Regions from separate parts of the Mus musculus genome. Here region 1 is linked to region 2. The links are chromatin contacts, called in public Hi-C maps. All regions are on one chromosome and are shown on one strand. The core of a region is the stretch at or near the end of the contact, and the rest is flanking DNA. Distances in the headings are between cores, read along the strand shown.

Region 1 (2,700 bases), core at 192-2,691, 520 kb before region 2:
CAGAATCTTCACTTCTAGGATAGATAAGGAACCCTTTCTTGGTGACTGTGCTGAGTAAGAGGCCTAGTAGTGAGGTCAAGGTGAGACCTGTGCTGGATGACAGGGGTGAAGAGGGTAAGGGACAGAGGTGAAGGTGACTCCACAGACTATGGCTGAGAGTTACTGAAGACACTGCTCCCAGGCCTGGCATAGTTAGCCTTGCTCTCTAAGAAGTGTAATTGTTCACTAGAAAGGTGTGTATCTCACCCATTCATACCCTTCCAGCTCAGGAGCATTGGGGATGCCAGTGTGTGCTGGCAGGCAGGCTTTGTGTTGGTGTCTGGTACCAGCATCTCTTTCCTGGTCCTCCTACCACCCCAAGAAGCCCACAGATGTATCCAGTCTCTAGAAAAGAAGACAAGTGAGGCTCATTTGGGATTTGCCCCAGTCCTACCAGGACCAGAAAGAAAAGCTTAATAATTCACAGAAAATACTCACAGGGTACAGTGGGGGAGTCCAAACTAAGAAGCTCCCATAGACACATGCCACATTTGCCACGACAGGTTGGAAAGATGAGTTTCTCAACAGTGAAATGCCTTCCTCCAAGTTCACTTAGGCCCTAAGTGCCAGAGTCTATGATGCTTACAGACTCCTCTGGCCTGGGTACCTTGGAGAAAGCCCGTACATTGTTTTTCTTCCAATTTTTTATTAGGTATTTACTTCATTTACATTTCAAATACTATCCCGAAAGTACCCTATACCCTACATGTACCCCCACTCCCCTACCCACCCACTCCCACTTCTTGGCCTTGGCATTCCCCTGTACTGGGGCATATAAAGTTTGCAAGACCAAGGGGCCTCTCTTTCCAGTGATGGTCGACTAGGATACATATGCAGCTACATATGCAGCTAGAGACACGAGCTCCGGGGTACTGGTTACTTCATAATGTTGTTCCACCTATAGGGTTGCAGATCCCTTCAGCTCCTTGGGTGCTTTCTCTAGCTCCTCCATTGAGGGCCCTGTGTTTCATCCAATAGCTGACTGTGAGCATCCACTTCTGTGTTTGCCAGGCACTGGCCTAGCCTCACAAAAGATAGCTATATTCCTTTATCCCACTCTACGGTTCTGAATGCTCAGAACACCTCCCATGTACCTATTCCCTCATCTCAGTTCACAGGCTGCAAAACCAGCACAAGCTGGTACTGTGGCGCCCTCTGTAAAACGCTGATAGTCGTGTGGACAGCCTGGTTTGTATCTCACGCTCTCCTATTGCCAAGTCATTTTGGAATACCCACCTAATATTTCTGAATATCTTATAAAATGAAATTTAAGAATGACTATCTTAATGGCAAGGGGCGGGGTGAGGATGATGAGCAGTGATTGTAGAGACAACTCTCCACACAGGTTTCTCGCCCTCAAATCGAAAGATAAGGCAAATGTCTTGGGTAGGTACTTAAAAGAACCAGCAGGTGGCAGCCTCCTCCCATCTTAGGAGGGCAATGACCCCGGGTGTTCCTAATAGAGATGGTTGATGTTATTGGGGTTCTTGGCAAGAGGACTAGACTGGTGATTTGCCGATACCTCTGAGAAAACAATTTCTTCCCCTTCGCATTAACCTTCTCCATGGGAGTCTCCAATACTTCCTAGCGACTTATAAGAAGCCTGATTGGCCATCAATTCTTTCCTAATTCCTTATCTGCTTTTTATCCTAGGGTGGGGACAGGAACATTGCAAGCAAGGAGGTGTTTCTGTCCCAGTGACCAACTACCATTCTGATTTGACATGGGCCCTGGTAATAAACAGCCTCCTCTACAACTTGCTGAGCAACTGGCTCCTTTGTACCCTAAGCCCATTTCTGGTTTCCATCTGTTTGCTCATCCCCTCTTGCTGGTTATAAAGACAACCTGTAATATCCCCCATTGTCCTGGTCTATCTCTAACCTTTTACCAGTGATACTTCTAGTCCTCTTTACTCATTTTGATTCCCAGCATGGAGACAGGTGGGGAAATGTGGGACCAACTTCTCCCCATGGCTCTCACTATGCCTAGTGCTGTTGGCTTTCTCTCTATCAAGCCCTGTTTAGATATTGGCTCTTGCACATCATCTTTATTAACATGAGCAGCAATTGGCATAAAGTCAAGAGCACCTTAGCACCTGCTTCCTGGAGCCAGTCTCCATCCAAAAGCACTATAACGTGTTCTCTTCAATCATATTGTGCTGCTCTGTGGCTCAAATCCTGACACTTGTCTTCTGGTTCAAAGAAAAACTCAACATAACAGTGGCCTTGAAGATGCCTACCTCTCTGTCCTATGATGCTCTGGGGGACTGGCCTCCCACTAAGCCACTCAGGAGGCATGGCCACTGGAAGTCCTTGATCAAAAATGGTTTTTCCAGGCAGACAGTGGTGGCACAGACCTTTAATCCCAGCACTTGGAAAGCAGAGGCATGCAGATCTCTGTGATTTTGATACTAGCCTGGTCTACAGAGTAAGTTCTAGAACAAACAGGGCTACATAGAGAGACTCTATCTTGAGCCCCAACCCTCAATCAAAAAATGTTCTTCCCTTGGCACAGGTATGGCTTATTTTAACTTTGAGTTGTATTCCAGCACCATTATCTCCCTGAGATATTTCCTCCATAACCCTCCCCCCACCTCTCTCTCCATCTCTGTGTCTCTGTGTCTGTCTGTCTGTCTGTCTGTCTGTCTGTCTCTCTCTCTCT
Region 2 (2,700 bases), core at 121-2,620:
GCAGTGTAGGCTCTCCCACCTGGAGCTCACAAGCACAATGGAGGAAGATTTTGATTTAAAAAAAAAACAAAAACCTATATAAGTCCCGAGACTGTAGCTCAGTATTGCTAGCACGTGCCAGGCCCTCTCTGTACAGGTTCTCTCTGTAGCACCTATGCAAATAATCTATTCACCGCCTGAAGTTATGAGAGGGTGGATCTAGGCTCGAAAACCCAGGCATCGCAGAGAGATGGTCAGGCTAAGAGCTGGAGTTTGGCATCAGGTCAGACACTAAATGAGGCAAGCAGTTTAGGAACTTTGACTTCAGCTGAAGGTCACGGAAAGAGTGCTGTTGGGGATGATAGGGTGTGGGGCAAGAGGCACCTGTGTGTGTGGAGGGCCAGAGACGTGGGCACTGTAGGTCTCAGTGAGCTGACACACCATGCCAGGTTAGCTTGTCCTTTTGTGCTGTGACAAACTACCTGGCGTAACTTAAGGAGAAGAGACTTATTTTAGCTCGTGGGTCTAGTGGGGTCATCCCACTGTTGTCCAACCTCATGCCCGTGGGCAGATCATCATAGTGGCCAGGCCATGTTAAGTGGAAACTGTTTACCTTGTGGGGAAGGGGGGCAGGAATCAGAAGGGACTACAGGGAGAAGCTAGGACAAGATACAGCTCCAAGGCCACACCCCCAGTGACATAACTCCCTAAGGACACACCCCCAGTGACACGACTCCCTCCAGCAGACCCTGCTTCTTCTCTTCACCATGTCCCAATTATGCCATGTTATTTTGAATACGACAAGGAGTGAGTCCAGTGATCAGAGTCCTCATGGGGCTGTGGGAGGCATTTCATATTTAAACTTGTAACAGCACCCCAAGCCAGGAAGCTGCCTATTCCACCACAATTCCAGGGTGTGTCCTCCACAGAGAACATCACTTCATCTAGCAGGTCTCCTGCCTTAGCAACCCCCCCCCCCAAGGGATTTCCTTATGTCACCTCACCTTAATGGGTTCCTTCTTTCCCTTGGTATTCTATCCGTCCAAGGATTTACAGAACACTTGCCTGCCTGTGTGAGAACTTGGGGCGCTAGGAGCTGTTTCCAGCAGCAGCAGCAGCCAAACCCATGAGCTCAGCTCCTCTCTGAATGTAGCTCAGCTCTGGAGTCCCAAGAAAGTGCTTTGTAGTTGACAAATGGGGAAACTGGGCAGTGTGCTTGACTGTCTGGGCCCTTTGGAGGTTGGTGGAGTCTCGACTCCCTTCTCAGGATAGCTGCTTTAACTGATTAGGAAGTTCATACAGAGGCAGATGAGTTTCAAACTGTGGGAGCACAATGGCAACTGGGCTGTTTTCTCCTGGTAAGGAAGTGGAGGCCAGGGTCAGGACCCATGTGACAGGAAAGATCTGGGACTTCCCTGGGTGACGGTAGCTGCCTTCACTCCTGGTAGAAGGAGGCTCTAAGCCAGGCTCTCTGCCCCAGTGTTCCCTCTCCAGAGCCCCAGTTTCCCTTATCTTAAGGGCTCCTCCTGACCTGGCCATTGTAGGTCATGCTTTCTCTCCACTCTGTGACATCCTTTTCCTCAGGACAAGGGAGGGAGACTGGGGGACAGGTGTCCTCTCAGCAGAAGGAAGCCCGGTCTGGTTAGCAGCATCCCTGCTGGGTTGTAATGTGACTCCGCCTCTGCGTCCTGCCCTGATGAGAGGTGACTGTGCCCGTCCTTCCAAGAGAACCCTTTGCTCTCCTGGTCTAGATGGCTCGTGAATAGTCAGTCACAGTAGGTGCCAGTTGCCAGCTTTGATTGAAGAAATCACTGCCCCAAGCAGTGCCAGGTCTTCTGTCTCTCAACACTTACCCCACCATTCTCCCCCTCTCCTGAGGTGACAAGCTCTTTTCAAACCAACCCTGCTCATGCAACAGTCTTGCTTTTCTTCTCTCTGTGCCTCTGGTTTTCCCTTTGCTGAGCTGTCTGCCTTCCCCACCACTGTCTCTTGTTTAGAACCTCTTCCCATCTTATTCATACTTCTCCCCTACAAGGTCTCTTCTCTTCCCCTTTCTCCTTCTGTCATGCAGAACTCTAATGCCTACACACACACACACACACACACACACACACACACACACACACCAGTGGCCTTCTGGAAGCTTGTGTAACTCAGTGCCTCGGTTTCCCCATATACAGACAGAATGGGAAATGGGCCATCCAGCTCAAACCTTAGGTGCATTTTGTGATGGGGGAGGGGGAGGGAGTGGCCTGACTTGGGAGTAACAAAGCTGAGAGAACAAAGCTGAAAATAGCACCTTTATGTAAGCAAGGAGCAGGAGGCAGAACCTGGAATGGCTTGGGGAGGGCAGAGTGCTGTGGGGAGGAACCTTATTTTGCTGAGGTGGCTCTGGGCACCTGAGCTGCACCTGGCCTTTGATAATATCCAAACCAGACATTACCTCCCCTGCCCCACGGTACCTGAGTGGGAGACAGGGCAAAGAATGTTCCTGGTCGTTCATTTTCCTCTCCCCCTTCCCCTCGTCCATTACTCCAAGTATGAGATTCAGGACCCTTTTTGGACCATCTCAAATATAAGAGAGGGACGGCTCTGCACCCCCACAGTTATGAGGCGGGTGGAGTAGAGGACAGGGATAGGGTCTTAAAGACCTCTTGTCTTGAGTGGGTCACCCAACCCTGAAGAGTGACCTTGCACAAGTGACCTACCCTCTCTGAGCCT

The links. A called contact is a pair of places that touch in the nucleus more often than the background predicts.
Region 1: a contact with region 2 is called in a Hi-C map of regulatory T cells, with 12 times the contacts expected there. The contact joins two enhancer-like sites. A contact is called at or near these places in 2 of 39 promoter capture datasets (the 3T3-L1 cell line and hippocampal neurons), 5 of 15 datasets of contacts at CTCF or cohesin (the NIH/3T3 cell line, embryonic stem cells, large pre-B cells and 2 more), 181 of 484 Hi-C or Micro-C datasets (the 3T3-L1 cell line, 3T3-L1-derived adipocytes, the 63-12 cell line and 96 more), 24 of 115 datasets of contacts at active chromatin or transcription factors (PVALB interneurons, astrocytes, bone marrow-derived dendritic cells and 18 more) and 3 of 9 other capture datasets (adipose tissue, embryonic stem cells and liver).

Annotation. Positions count from the first base shown.
Region 1 is chr4:63,946,997-63,949,696 of GRCm38.p6, reverse strand. No RefSeq gene overlaps it. Among named protein-coding and RNA genes, the nearest start is that of 8030451A03Rik, 36 kb to the left of the region's middle. Within about 2 kb of position 1,441, at least 11 of the 459 cell types and tissues checked have an H3K27ac peak or open chromatin away from gene starts, as enhancers often do. A contact at or near this core is called in regulatory T cells, where this site is marked.
Region 2 is chr4:63,422,966-63,425,665 of GRCm38.p6, reverse strand. The region is part of intron 7 of Whrn (whirlin); the gene reads left to right. Among named protein-coding and RNA genes, the nearest start is that of Akna, 21 kb to the right of the region's middle. Within about 2 kb of position 1,370, at least 21 of the 459 cell types and tissues checked have an H3K27ac peak or open chromatin away from gene starts, as enhancers often do. A contact at or near this core is called in regulatory T cells, where this site is marked.